Regions from separate parts of the Mus musculus genome. Here all the other regions are linked to region 1. Evidence: chromatin contacts called from public HiChIP or PLAC-seq and promoter capture Hi-C data. All regions are on one chromosome and are shown on one strand. Each heading gives the region's core, a stretch centred on a gene start, on an enhancer-like site or on the middle of the called end of the contact. The rest is flanking DNA. Distances are from core to core; before and after follow the strand shown.

Region 1 (2,700 bases), core at 171-2,670:
AGCACATCTCCAAGCCTCACTTACCACAGTGAGTCCAAGGAGTGATGGATAAGAATAGTAGGCTACGTTACAGGGGAAAGACTCGCTCACATTCAGGAAAGCTGTGTCTTGTAAAACCTCCAAGGCTATTTACCATGTAGGATAGAGGCGATCGGGGCCTCTGCTCTCCTGGCACACAGAAAGGCCAGGCTCATCCATGAAGAACCATCCCCTCCCATGATGAGATTCTGTAATCATTTCCCGTACAGATGAGGAGTGCAAGACACGGAAAGGATCCCTTGGATGTTAGAAGACTTTCATTGAAGCCATCGGCATTTGCCTTCCCATGGGAATGTTTTAGGATTTATCAACTCATTTCATTTACTACAGGAAACAGATTTCTGTCAGGCAGCTATTCTCAACCTGTGAGTCCCAACCTCCCCCACCCACCCCCACCCCCACCCCCAGGGGTTGCATATCAGATAGCCTACATATCAGATATTTATATCATGATTCATAACAATGGGAAAATTGCAGTTATGAAATAGCAACAAAATGAGTTTATGATGGGGGCGGGCCACCACAACACGAGGAACTGTATCAAAGGCTCACAACCTCAGGGAGGTTGAGGACCACTGACTGCTGGTGTTGCGGCTGAGCTCACAAACTGGAAGAGAGCGGGTTTGGGCATCAAGATGTATCCTAAGACGATGCTTTGTATTGGGTGTCTTGAAAAAAATATATTATGGTTTCATCTCTGGAATATCAGTTTAAAGTGTGACTATAAACTTCCTCACACGGTCTCACATCTACTATGCCCAAGGGAGCAACCAATGTTGCAGTAGGAAGAACATAATACACTCCTGATGTGAGGTGGTGCCATGTTGTGATTCTGGCCTGCACTGCTAACTTTTCTGAGGTGTTGCCCTATGGGTGAGCTAGGGAGTCTCTGCAGGGTCGATGCAGGTGCTAAAGATAAATGGAAGTGAGTTTCCCAGCACAGCATTCTGACACCCAGTAAGTGCCAGCAGTAGACAGCCACACTGAGCTGCGGGGTGGCAGCAAGCCTCTAACTTCCATTGCTGTCGAAATTTGGAAGGTTCAAGAACAAAATCAGAAGGAGATTTTTTTTAAGCCCTCTCTTCCTCCATATAAAAGCTTTTATAGGCACTGAAGATGTGTCACGCTGAATTCAACCTTTTTCATTCAGATTAATTTTAAACGTGGAGTGAAAAATGCTTCCAGCTGTCAAAGCACTGGCTGTTAGCAACAGCACGGGTGTTGTTCTTTTAAAAGGTCTCCTAATATTTCCCTTAGTAACTTGAAGCAGGGGAGCTTCTTTTTCTCTAGAATGATGTGAATAAAATACAGCTGTGTGGCAGAGGCAGGCGTCGGGCTGAGGAGCTTGGCAGTCTACAAGTGCCGTGATGCTGAGATCATGACTTATCACTGGAGCTTGTGATGTGCTCAGAGACGCCTTTTGTGTTTGATTTCCCAGCGATTCACATGGAGAAGTGTGGGAGATGAGCTTGTCTTTTACGTCCGGTTAAAAGTTACCCCACAGACATTAGAGGAAAGCAAGAAACACTGCCTACTCAGTGGGCAGGCTCCTACAGAGGAAGAGACACACTCAGCAAACAGTTGTGTGCTCGGGCTCTGGCAGATGGAGCCTTGCGTCCTTTGGCGAATTCTTCCACCCTGTAAAGTTTAATGATTTGCCCTCCCCACAGATTGCTGAACCAATTATTGCCCACGACTGTTTGATGTTGATTTGCTTCAAAAAGCCTCTCAACTTTAACTAATAGTTGCAATCTGAATTAACAATAACCAAGGAAGTATGGAATTGATGGGTGCATTCTGGTGATTCACTCCATACTCAGCTTGTTATCTGCATGAAATACAACTGTGGCTCCATGAATAATTCTCAAAAAATGTTGAATTTAAAATGAGCTCTGGGTAGGATAAACAGTAGTTGAATAATGCTTAAACTCCACCATCTGGTATTCTAGTATTTTAATGTGAGCTGAATTTCTTTTATTAGGTGCCTATTTGAGATTCTTCCTGTAGAGATCGTTCTGCCGAAGGAGTTCTGTAAGCTGAGGAGAAGCACAAGTTATGATTCAGGACCATTTTCTTTTATAGCAATGCTCTTAAAGGGAAACCCAAGCCGTAAAATCCCAGTCATCGTCCCTAGGGTGCAACTAAAGAATCCCTGACAAAGTTTCTCTTAATTCAGAGGATTTATTTGTGAGACTCCATATGGTTGGTGCATGGTACATGCAGAAGGAAGGGAAGAGTCACTTGGGGAACAGGGATGAAGGGAGGGCCCAGAAACAGGAAACAAAAAGAAACGACTGCCAGGGCACATGCTTGGCCTATGGAAGTAAAACAGAGTAAATGAAGGTTGTTTTTTTTTTTTTTTTTTTTTTAATGAAATGGTATTTAAAAAGGATCATCATACCTGTAAAAATAATAATTAATGAGAAATAATAATCAATGTTGGGGCTGGAGAGATGGCTCAGAGATTAAGATCAGGATCTGTTCTGCTCTTCCAGAGAACCTGAGTTCAGTTGCCAGCATCACTTGGGTGGTTCAAAACCCCCTGTACCTCCAGTTTCCGGAGGGTCTAAAGCCTCTAGAATCTATGGACACCTGAAGACATACACACTTTAAAATAAAATAAAATATAATATAATATAATATAAAAGCGAACACTATTTT
Region 2 (2,700 bases), core at 165-2,664, 750 kb after region 1:
CTGCTTCGGCTTCTTTGGGAGCACGACAATTTAATCGGAACAGCTCATTGTGTTTCGGTGTTAAGTTTTATATGATAGTCTTCGGTTTCATGAATTTATTATTATTTTTTTGTGGTTTTAAAATAGAGAATGACAGCATATGCTTAATTGTTTCAAAAAAGAGAAACAGCTAGGATGTTTTCCCCTCATTAGAACACAGACAGGAAAGGCAGCTTGCTTGCAGGGAAGCAGCAAGATGCTGAAGAAATGAAGGGGTGGGGCTGCGGAATCAGCCCTGAATTGGTTAGGTCAGGCTTAGGAAGAAGGGATAATTCGGAATTGGTTAACTAGTACAGACATGAGGAGGTCTGATTGTAGTAAAGTAGTGTTTTACTGTACTGGTACACGCAACTAGAACCCTGCGTGTTGGCTAGTTTTATATCAACCTGACATAACTAAAATTATCCAAAAGGAGAGAACCTCAGTTGAGAAATTCCCTCCATAAAGCCAGGCTGTGGACAAGCCTGGAGAAATTCTTCTTAACTAAGGAGTCATGTGGGAGGGACCAGCCCTCTGGGGGTGGGGCCACTTCCGGACTGGTCATCCTGGGTGCTGTTAGAAAGCAGACGGAGCCGGCCATGAGGAGTAAGCCAGTGGAGGATGGAGTGAGCAGCAGACTGCCTGTGAGTTGAATGGGCCTCAGTATGTGTTTCCCAAGCCCCTTCCCTGAAAGGTCATCTTGGCCACAGCTCTGTGGGTTAACATCTGCATACAGCTGCCATCTCCTGCCCACATACATCTAGTCATTGGGCGATCCTAGTATCTCATTAACACTATTAACAGAATTAACATTAATACTAAGTCCTCTAGTTATTCTACTTGATAATTCTATTTCTCTAATTAGGGTTTAAACGTATTATTTTTCATCACACTTTGCGTGTGTAGGGGGCAAGGCAAGAGTGTGCGCATATGACTGCAGTACCAAGGGCGGCCAGATGAGGATGTCATATACCCTGGAGAAGGAGTTACTGGTACTTGTGAGCTGCCCAACGTGGGTACTACGAACTAAACTCGGGTCCTCTGGAAGAACAGTTTGTTCTCTTAACAACTGAACCCTTTCTCCAGCAGCCCCGCCAAGTTCTTGATGTAATTCTGGCTGATACAACTGTAAGGGTATTTTTGGTGTAAGCTGAGGCTAAGAAAAGAAGGAAGGAATTATGCTGATGTAGTCAGCTATACTTTTCAAAAACATTTACTTAGGCTGCAAAAGGAAAGAGAAATGGTAACGGATGCGGAATGGATGTGGGTGGGTGGATCAGTTACAAAACTTGGTCAGTCGCCCAGAAAAGACTAATAGTATTTGTCATGAACTAGACGAGGACATTAGGAAGATTGCTCCCAGATTTCCAGCTTGTATAACAGGAAGAGGCAACATCTGCAACATGTAGAACACTGGAGAGAACTGGGGCTTCCAAGTGTAGGCGAACGAATAGTGAGTAGTCCAACTAGCTTGGCTCCAAGGACGTTTGATATGAAAAGTCCCTGGGAAAAGCAAGACCATGGGATGTAGTCAGCTGGACTTATGAGTCTTGGAAGAAAGGTTTGGAAGATGTAAGTTCCTGAGACATGGTCAACAACAGTGCCTCAGAGGGAGGTGTAGGAATGGTACTTGAGCAATCCCATTGTTTTGTTACTAGACAGAGGAGAGGTACAAAAAGAAGTGTCAAAACTAAAAGGTCAGTGGGCTGGGTAGTGGTGGCACACAGCACTTGGGAGGCAGAGGCAGGCGGATTTCTGAGTTTGAGGACAGCCTGGTCTACAGAGTGAGTTCCAGGACAGCCAGGGCTACACAGAGAAACCCTGTCTCAGAAAACCAAAAAAAAAAAGAAAAGAAGAAGAAAGAAAAGGCAGAGAAAACACATAGAACCCAGCTATTAACACAGTGCATTGTCTCGTGTAAATATCTGACAGATGAGGAGTATATTTCCAACATGCACACTTCCTTCTCCTACTGATGACAAATCATGTTTTCTCTGCGATTTTCAGAACCCACAGACATGGCTAGATGGTGTTGGGTTTTGAGAGCCTTGGTTTGTATCCTGACATCACCTTCAACCTGTTATGTGGCCTTGGCAAGTTGCCTAACCCCTCTTACTGGTAGAATGGGAACAGAATGTTTACTCTACATTTGTGAAAGTTAGACACAATGATGTAAAGTATGCAGCAGAATATGTAGCTGGGCAGAATACTATGGAAATATTAGGGAATAGCACTGAGAGCAACACAAAACAGAACACAAGTGTGTGAGGGTCTAACGAAGAAAGAGGACACACCTTATTTTGCAGAAATAAGCAAGTAAGGGAAGATCAGACTTCTGTTTCAACCACTGTTCAGTTGCCGTGAAGAGATGCCATGACCACAGCAACCATCGTAAGAGAAAACATTTAATCAGGACATGCTTATAGTTTCAGAGGTTCAGTCCATGGTGGCATGCAGGCTGACATGGCACTGAATAAGGAGCTGAGAGTTTTACTTCCAGATATGCAGGTAGCAGGAAGAGAATGACACTGGGCCTGAACTTGTGCTTTTGAAACCCCAAAACTCACCCCCCAGTGACACACCTCCTCCAACAAGGACACACCTCCCAATCCTTCTCAAGGAGTCTCTCTCCTAGATGACTAAGCATTCAAGAATATGAGCCTATTGGGGGCCATTTTTAGT
Region 3 (2,700 bases), core at 90-2,589, 610 kb after region 1:
GTTCGAACCCCTGGAGAAATAACACTCTCCCTGCCCTGGCTAGACCACCAGAGGTCCTGGTCCTAGCCTGGGTAAAAACTCAGTTTTGACTTTCTGGAAGTATGACTCGGGGAGTGTTTAGGGACTCCGAGGGTTGAAAAGAGATGTGTCAAAGTGTGCCCTGGGAAATGACACCACGTCAGCTGTTCACTTGGACTTTCCGATCTAGGTAGCCAGCGATGGAGACAATGCTCGGTGGCATGTGCTTAGTTTGAGGTTAGGTGTCTAAAGCTCCTACTATGTGCTGGGTCTGGCCTGTCCCACGGCAATGCATTTTTCTTGTTTTGCTTTGAGATAGTGTTGACTGGCTACATCTCTTGATTTTTCTGCCTTAGCTTCCCAAATTCTAGGATTATAGGTATGCACCAGCATATTCAACTAGTATGGTTTTTGTTTTTCTTTGATTTATTCCTATTTTTATGTGTGTGTGTGTGTGTATACAAATACCTGAACAGGCCAGAAGAGGTTTCAGATCTCCTGGAACTGGAGCTAGAAGTGGTTTTGAGTTGCCTGACATGGGTGCTCAGAACCCAACTTACATCCTCTGGAAGAACAGTAAGCATTAAGCATTGCTGCGTGTCTTCAGCCCCATTGCTTTAACAGGAGGTATCCTAAGTGCCGACCTACCCACTTATGGAGTAAGTGGGGCCACAGACCCATTTAACTGAGTGTCACTCAGTCATGAGCTGGTCAGACTGGCCGTGATTCAGAATCAGCTTAGAGAGCAAATTCTTCCTGACATTTCCATTGTGTTATTGAAAAAAATTAGCAACTCCCCCAAATCCACAAGATAGAATTCATTTTAGATTTTAATATTATTTTAATAATTTTTTTCTCCAGATAGTGCTTATCATTGCAAGTACTTTAGTGAACTATTTCTTTTTGGCTTCAATAGGAAACCCATCAGGATAGTGACTGTAATAATAAAATTCTGTGCCAGATGAATCTCTCCACTGTTCTTCTAGTTAACATATAAAGAAACAAAGTCGAACACCAGTCTAGAACCTGCTTCTGAGATTTGTGTGTGATGGTGTGTGGTGTTGTGTGGTTAATAGTTGGGTCTCATATGTGCACGGGGCCAGCTGTCAAAGATGACACTGTGGGGGATCTGCTATGATTGGTGGCCTTGAGCATAGGGGTGTATGTCCATACAATAAGCTCACCGGAATGTGCATGGGGCCATAGCAGCAGCAGCAGCAAAATTGAGTATAAATTCTTGGTTGCTTTCACTCTGAACTCCACCCTTGACTCAAATTATCTTTATCAGATAACGGGTGAGTGAATCATAGTGAGTGATCTCCTCACTATGATGATCTCCCACAAGGGCGAGTGAATCATAGTGAGTGATCTCCTTGGCACGCCTTCCTAACATTCCTGTTGGAGTCATTTGGTTTCAGCCATGGCAATTTTCTCTGCTTCCTTTAAGAAAAAATCTTCTTGATTGAGCTAATGCTTATGATATATAGCAGTTAATATGGGATTTAGAAAAATAGAAGCAAAGCCCACAGACTGATGTAATAAGAGCAGGTGATGAGTTTATATTCCACATGGAATCTCTTGATATATCTACTTAATAACTTTTTAAAAAACATACATGAAATATCCCTAGAGTTTCTTTGTTAAGAGAGTAAAAGGGATGGAATTACCTCAAACACTTTATATAATTTTCTAAAAAGTCTATGCAGTCGCAACTGGTGAACTCAAAGATAATCCCATGTAAATAAAACACGGCCTTCCTTCTTAAATATTTCTAAGAGTGCGTATTGGATCTTAAATGAGAGCACATTCTTAAAAGTGAGTATGGAATGATATTCATATAAGGTGTTAGCATTTCTGCAGTATCCTCTATCCCATTCTAAACCTTAAAAGAGCTCTCTGCCTTCCCTCCTCCTCTCCCCCGCCCTCTCATGTACAGGCATGAAACTTCAGGTTCTTCTGTTTTCGCTTCCCAAGGCGCTGGACAGGAGCCATCACATCTAGTTTTAGAAGAATTTAGTAAAACACCAAAGGCTAAGAGGAATCAGATTCTCTGACTTCTTTTCAAATTAAGCAGATGTGTGTGTGTTGTGTGTGTGTGTGTGTGGACATGCGCACACACCCCTGTTATGTATGGGTTTGTAGGTGGTGGGAGTGGCTGTGAAGGTCACTACTGTCAGCTTGACTAGGTTTAAGATCACCTAGAAGACCACTTCTGGTCATGTCTGAGATGGTTCTTCCAAAAAGGTTTAACTGAGGAGGGAGGCCCACTCTGGCTGTGGGCAGCACCTTCCCCCTGGGCTGGAGTTCTGAACTGGATAAAAGAAGAAGAAAAACAAAACCTAATTGAACCCATATTTTTTATTATGAAGTTAGTTATGATGCCTTATATGAAATTTATTATTATTAAATATATATAATTATACACAATTCCTTTTCCAACAAAGACCATTAGTTATAGAAGTGGACATGGATTTGATTTCTGTTTGGGGAGCAAAAGAAAAGCCAAGGATACTTGAACATGTTTCTCAAAATTCTTGGCGCCTTCTCGACTTCATGGGCAGAGAGAAAGTTTCATAGAGGAGAGTTAGATGAGGAGAGAGAGAAAGGGGAAGCCAGTTTATTCACCCTTCCAGCTGGACAGGTACAACTACTGTAAACTGATGATGGAAAACCACTGCTTCA
Region 4 (2,700 bases), core at 175-2,674, 730 kb after region 1:
CCCTCCCCTCCCCCTTCTCTCTCTCTCTCTCTCTCTCTCTCTCTCTCTCTCTCTCTCATGTTCCATCTCCTATTTCCTGTCTCAGCTCATTGGCCATAGTCTTTTTTATTGACAAGTTGGGCTTCCATAAAGTAAATAATAGGTTCTCTGTACCTATAGCCTCAGTTGGCAAGAAAAGCACTAGTCTGGGGAGTGGAGGGATTGGTTCTTTTTAAATATTTTTAAATCCTTCAAAGTTAGCATACTTACCTGGGGACTATACATGAAGGTTTGATGGAAACTCCAATTTCATACTAGTCCCTTCTGGTGAACAGCTTCAGGAATCAATCCCTGGATTTTCAAGTAGAAATATATCTATTCCCCAAGTTCAGTCTACTTCATAGATGGTACTAGAGTTATCTTTTCAGAAGGGGACTGTTAAGGTAACCTTGAACAGTTCCATTAGGGAGAGCTCATTTCTCCTGCTCAAAAATCTGCCCTTATCTTCAGGTGGACGCCTAACATTCAACCTTCTCAAAGTACAAGGGTTAATCCAGCTGGGCCTGTCCGTCATCTGTGCAGGGCCCACTCTCCCAAGTCCCACAGCCAGTGATGGGGCAGCGCTGGATAGACGTCCTCTCTAGTGACCCCGGGGCCAGCCCTCCCAGTTACTACAGGTCACGGTGAGGGGGAGGGGAAAGAGCATCACAACGCACCCATGCCATCTCACCGCAGACAAGTGCCCTCACCCTTGGGGCTGGTTCACCTGCAATCCCTCCACCAGGGCCAGCTCTACTGTGCTGACTGGCGAGGCTCAGGGCCCATTCTCCCGAGAGCCGCCAGCAATGAGAGATGGAGCCAGCTCTCCAGAACAAAACATCCAGTGAGGGACGAGGCCATTCTCTCTGGCACCCCTGGCACCTCTTGAAACTTTCCCAGGTTCTCAATGCACATAGTGGTCAAGGCTCTAGACCCAACACAGGGAACAACAGCACATAGGGATCTTCTCTCTATGCTGTATGGTCTCCATAGATGGCCTGCCTGCCGAAATCTGCTTTGAACAGATCTTCTTCAGTTTCACTAATCTCTTCACTGTGAGAGTGAAGGGAGTTGGTTAGCGGCAAGGGGTAGGATTTTCCCCTTTATCACTATATACTTTAGCCCCTACTCTTGCCAGAAAGGTAGTGGTAAGTCCCCAAGCTTAGACCCTTGTTACTAAATTTCAAAGTCTGGGCCTTTAAGTAGACAGAGCAGGACCTAACATCTTTTGTGGTAACAGCAAGAGAGTCTCTCAAATCCCACAAAGATGTAGTCATCTTTCCTAGTATAACAAACATCTGATCTTTGTGAGTTTCATAACCAATTGCAGATGCAGCTGGGGGTTTTCCACTACATTCTTCGAGATTCTCCCTGTCAACTTTTTAGCAAGTGATGTCATCACTAAGGGCCTCCAGGGAGCAGAGGGATTGCATGTGTCTTGAGTCTGTGTCCAGATTACAATGGTGTATATAAATCACATTACAGTATTTGAAAATATGTGACTCGTTATTTTCTTTGGACCACTGAAGTGCAGCATTTAAAAAGTCCAAATTAAAATTTTTGGTTTATTTCCCAGACTAGAGCTCATTGTATCCAGAGATTTATGAGTTCCTTCAGAGAGATAAGACCCAACTTCATTCCACTCATAAGAAGAAAAATAACCACTGTAGATACCCCGTGGCTTCTATCTCCTGTAGCAAGCTTCCTGTCTCCAAATTCCTAAGGATTGAGAGGACAAATAAACAGAGGATCTTGGGTGGACAGGGGAGAATATCACAGCAGGATGGGGAACATGCTTCACCAGACAACTGAAAAATAAAAATAAAAAAGAGGGAATAGAAACAAAATCTCCCAGATAGTGTTTGATGTTTTCATACGTAATACAAATATGAAGAACATGTTAGTGGCATGTATCATGAATCAGTTTAAGGCATTATTGTCACAGGCACTTGACTGCAGTAAGAACTACAATGTACATTTATAATGAGTAAATGTCATCTTTTGTGCTGTCCACCAAGTCCTCTTAAGAGATCCCTGTGAGAAGGGGAGGGACCCCAAATGGCATGATCAAGGTGGGACATAAAATCACAGCAGGACAAGTCACCAGTGTTTAAGAGGGGTTAGCGTGCTTGGCCTTGATCTGAACAAAATAAAGTGAATGAAACTTCCCAGGAAATATTTCTGGAGTACACTGAGGCCAACTGTTTGGTTGGACAATACTCTAGTCAAGTGTTGCGCTAGAACACATGAGACGGGTACACAGATCTGAGTCTAGTGAGACAATCTAGGCAGTGCTTGGAGCAGGATTTAAGTATCAGAAGCAAAGCATTGATTACTCTCCATTGTTGAATTTTCAAGGTGTCAATCAACTCCTAACAATGGTAATGGTTTTTTTTTTAATTTAACATTAAGTTTATTTATTTATTTGTTTATTTATTTGTTTGTTTATTATTTGTGTGCATGTGTTGGATGCGGGCGAGTGTGTGGGAGTTCAGAGGACAGTTTATGGCAGTCCACTTTTCTCCTTCCATAGCGTGGATCCTGGGAATTGAACTCTGGCCAGCTGCCTTGGCAGTGAGTGCTTTTACCCACGGAGCCACCTTGCAGGCCCCAAAGTAGCTTTTATTCTGGTGCCTGCGCTCCACTTCCACTCCACAGCAAAGCAGAGTAGGATCTGAAGAG
Region 5 (2,700 bases), core at 119-2,618, 540 kb after region 1:
CCTTTTTACATCCTTTGGCTCTTCCACACACCATTATAAAGCCTACACAGGTGTGTATATAAATAGTCCCTAAACCACACCATGTATTTTGCAATACTTTTCCTTTAAACCTGTTCTTATTTCACAGATGGACTGCAAAGTATTTTTTAGATGTTAACCACTAAAATACTGTGGGCCTTATCTTTAGATTCTCTGACATCAGACGTTTATATACGGTGACTTCAGGTTGAGAAGGTTCTTTCTGAAAAATGCCTGAAAACTCCTGTACATGTTGGAGTAGCATATGTTAGGGTGACCGTGAGACCATTGTGAATATATACAGCTTCTTCCGAAGTAAAAGTATCAAAAGCCTCATTGCTCTTACGTCATAAGATATTGAAAATGAAAGGCTGCCCGAACAAACTGAAATTGCAATGGCATGCCCAACAAAAATCACAAATGCACAGAGTTCCAAGCGACCACCTCATGGAAACTTAATTGTTCAAAGGAGCCCTAGCTCTTACCAAAACTAATCTCATGAACTCCTTTCGGAGGGCTGATCTTAAGAGGAGTCCAAGGAAGACACAAAGGTGCCTCCAAATACCTCAGACCCCTAAAAAGCCCTTAGGGAAAAAATCACCCCTGACAAGTCCAGATGCCTCCAGAAGTCTCCCTGGGCCGGACTTCTGAAAGGCTGCCCTGAACCAAAGGGGCAGTGGGACGTGAAGCTGAAGCGAGGCGACACAGGGTCAGAGGGTCCTGATGAAAGGGGCTGCGGGAACTCTCGGGGCTGGGTGCCACAGGAGAGGGCGGCGACGGGTGAGGAGACCAGAAGGGGTGTGGGCACCGTGGGCGAGCGTCGGAGGAGCGCAAGAAGGGAAAGGGTGCGGGCTCCCCACCGCAGCAGCTCCCAACCCCGCCCCACGCCCCGCACACCCGCGACCCGCGACGGGGCGGGGCCAAGCGCCCGCCACGGCCGGCACCGCCCCCTCAGCCTCCGGGTCCCGGGCGGGTAGGAGGGGCGGGCCTGGCGGGCCGGGTGAGCAGCCCGGACCCAAGCCCAACCCGGAACGTTCCGTCGCGCGGGTAGGATGAGGCGAGTGTGACCCCGCAGCCCCGGCAGGGGACCGAGCTGGCTGAGGGCAGAGGAAGCGCCTCCGCACAGCCCGCGTCCGCTGGGCCAAAAGCCCGGCGCCCCCCTGCAGGCGGGAACGGTTACCCCCGCGCTGCGCTCGCCTTCCGGCCTCCTTCCCACCTCCCGGGGCGTTGCCCCGGGCAACGGTGCCTACGGACGGCGGCGTGAAACGCACCTACCTAGAACCTGACAAGCAGAAGCCCCTCAGACCCGGGAGCCAGTCGCCACCCGGCGTCACGGGGACTGCTCCAGCCAATAGGCGCCACCGTTGCGAGGCTCGACAGCCAATCCCGCTACACTCCGGTCTCCGGGCACCCCGAGAGTTTAGCCAATGAGAAGGAGCAAGGGGCGGGCGCTGCCACCGGCCCCAACCCCCTCTTCTACAACCTCCCAGGAGGCGGGCGCGGCCCATTGGCTCGGACCCGCGAGGGGCGGAGCTCAGCGAGTGGGCGGAGGCTGGAGTTGCGGGCGTGAGGAGGCGTGGGCCGTGGCCACCGCCCTGCGTGCTGTTTCCCGTCGAAGCTTGTTCTTGCGGTCTCTCGCGTAGAAGATCCCGCTTCTCCGAGCCCAGCCGTCGGCCTGAGCGGTGGGATGGGCGCGGAGACCGAGGGAGCCTGACAGGAAACTCCGGAGACTCGCGGGGCCAAAGCCGGGAAGTAGCCTGTCCGGGTGATAAGCTGAGGCCGCCCGGAAGGGTCAGCCCCGCGGCCCTGCCGGAAAGGAGGTGTGACGAAACGTGGAGCGCCCGCGGGGGACCGGCGAGGGCCGGCTCTCCTTCCCACCCCGAGCTGGCTGTGCAGCGAACTCTACCTTCCCGCGCTCTGCTTGCGTGTGCTGTAACGTGGATTCCTTTAAATCGGCTTTGCGTTTCTGCGGTGTGCTCAGAACTGCCTTTCCCGCTCCTGTGCCTGCAGTGTCAGACGCTAACGAGCTGACATTCTCTGGAAACATGAGGATGCTCTGCAAAGAGAGCCGCGAGTCCTGGGAGCGGTCCCCTCGAAAGTACTTACCTCTAGGAAAGTCTAGAAAGCGAGGGCCTAAACTGATGTGTTCTTCCAGTGAGGGCTGTTTTCCGAAGCGCTCCTTTGCCAATTTGGTACAAAACAGGAGTAAGGTGGACCTGAACAGATCTTAGTAGGTGATCTGGAGCTCTGTGATAGGTGTTCATGGAGCGTCACTCTCGGGATTGCTGTAGCACGCTTTTTAAGGCAGTGTCCTCTTGTACGTGAGCTCAGCCACATTCACATTCGTCGCCTGCAACAAGTCTGACAGCTCCATTTCCCCTCCCACCCTTAAACCTTTGAGTTAGATTAGAGCCAAAGAAGAATTAATACTTTTTAAAATTCTAAATGGTTATTCACTTAAGTCAGTTTCAAAGACCAAGAAACCAAAACATACTTTAAGGACACAGATATCTTACAGTTGAAAATGGATGAGAGTCTCTCCCCCTTTTTCTCAGAAAACAATTATAAAGTTCTCTTGTCAGATTTATGGTCCAGGAATATCTTTTTCAAGAACGTGGAATGCACAAGAGTTGTGAATCGTTGTTAGAGCACTTGAAACCTTAGATGAACCTCAGCCAGGCT

What was found. Promoter capture Hi-C pulls out the DNA fragments that hold promoters and counts their contacts. HiChIP or PLAC-seq counts read pairs in DNA pulled down with a chosen protein or histone mark.
Region 2: a contact with region 1 is called in a CTCF HiChIP or PLAC-seq map of the NIH/3T3 cell line, with 7 read pairs. The contact joins two enhancer-like sites. A contact is called at or near these places in 1 of 15 datasets of contacts at CTCF or cohesin (the NIH/3T3 cell line) and 1 of 115 datasets of contacts at active chromatin or transcription factors (the NIH/3T3 cell line).
Region 3: a contact with region 1 is called in a FOXA1 HiChIP or PLAC-seq map of pancreatic cancer cells. The contact joins two enhancer-like sites. A contact is called at or near these places in 1 of 484 Hi-C or Micro-C datasets (the HL-1 cell line), 2 of 115 datasets of contacts at active chromatin or transcription factors (the NIH/3T3 cell line and pancreatic cancer cells) and 1 of 9 other capture datasets (embryonic stem cells).
Region 4: a contact with region 1 is called in an H3K27ac HiChIP or PLAC-seq map of embryonic fibroblasts, with 6 times the contacts expected there. The contact joins two enhancer-like sites. A contact is called at or near these places in 1 of 15 datasets of contacts at CTCF or cohesin (the NIH/3T3 cell line) and 2 of 115 datasets of contacts at active chromatin or transcription factors (the NIH/3T3 cell line and embryonic fibroblasts).
Region 5: a contact with region 1 is called in a promoter capture Hi-C map of cranial neural crest. The contact joins the promoter of Fer here to the enhancer-like site in region 1. A contact is called at or near these places in 3 of 39 promoter capture datasets (the C10 cell line, cranial neural crest and hippocampal neurons) and 2 of 115 datasets of contacts at active chromatin or transcription factors (astrocytes and bone marrow-derived macrophages).

The regions. Positions count from the first base shown.
Region 1 is chr17:64,406,486-64,409,185 of GRCm38.p6, reverse strand. No RefSeq gene overlaps it. Among named protein-coding and RNA genes, the nearest start is that of Mir6420, 33 kb to the left of the region's middle. Within about 2 kb of position 1,420, at least 63 of the 459 cell types and tissues checked have an H3K27ac peak or open chromatin away from gene starts, as enhancers often do. A contact at or near this core is called in the HL-1 cell line, the NIH/3T3 cell line, embryonic fibroblasts and 1 more, where this site is marked.
Region 2 is chr17:63,659,700-63,662,399 of GRCm38.p6, reverse strand. No RefSeq gene overlaps it. Among named protein-coding and RNA genes, the nearest start is that of Fbxl17, 160 kb to the right of the region's middle. Within about 2 kb of position 1,414, at least 75 of the 459 cell types and tissues checked have an H3K27ac peak or open chromatin away from gene starts, as enhancers often do. A contact at or near this core is called in the NIH/3T3 cell line, where this site is marked.
Region 3 is chr17:63,797,845-63,800,544 of GRCm38.p6, reverse strand. No RefSeq gene overlaps it. Among named protein-coding and RNA genes, the nearest start is that of Fer, 65 kb to the left of the region's middle. Within about 2 kb of position 1,339, at least 50 of the 459 cell types and tissues checked have an H3K27ac peak or open chromatin away from gene starts, as enhancers often do. A contact at or near this core is called in the HL-1 cell line, the NIH/3T3 cell line and pancreatic cancer cells, where this site is marked.
Region 4 is chr17:63,677,160-63,679,859 of GRCm38.p6, reverse strand. No RefSeq gene overlaps it. Among named protein-coding and RNA genes, the nearest start is that of Fbxl17, 180 kb to the right of the region's middle. Within about 2 kb of position 1,424, at least 51 of the 459 cell types and tissues checked have an H3K27ac peak or open chromatin away from gene starts, as enhancers often do. A contact at or near this core is called in the NIH/3T3 cell line and embryonic fibroblasts, where this site is marked.
Region 5 is chr17:63,862,649-63,865,348 of GRCm38.p6, reverse strand. Fer (fer (fms/fps related) protein kinase) reads right to left here and starts at 1,368. Exons shown (of 19, transcript NM_001037997.3): 1 at 1,294-1,368.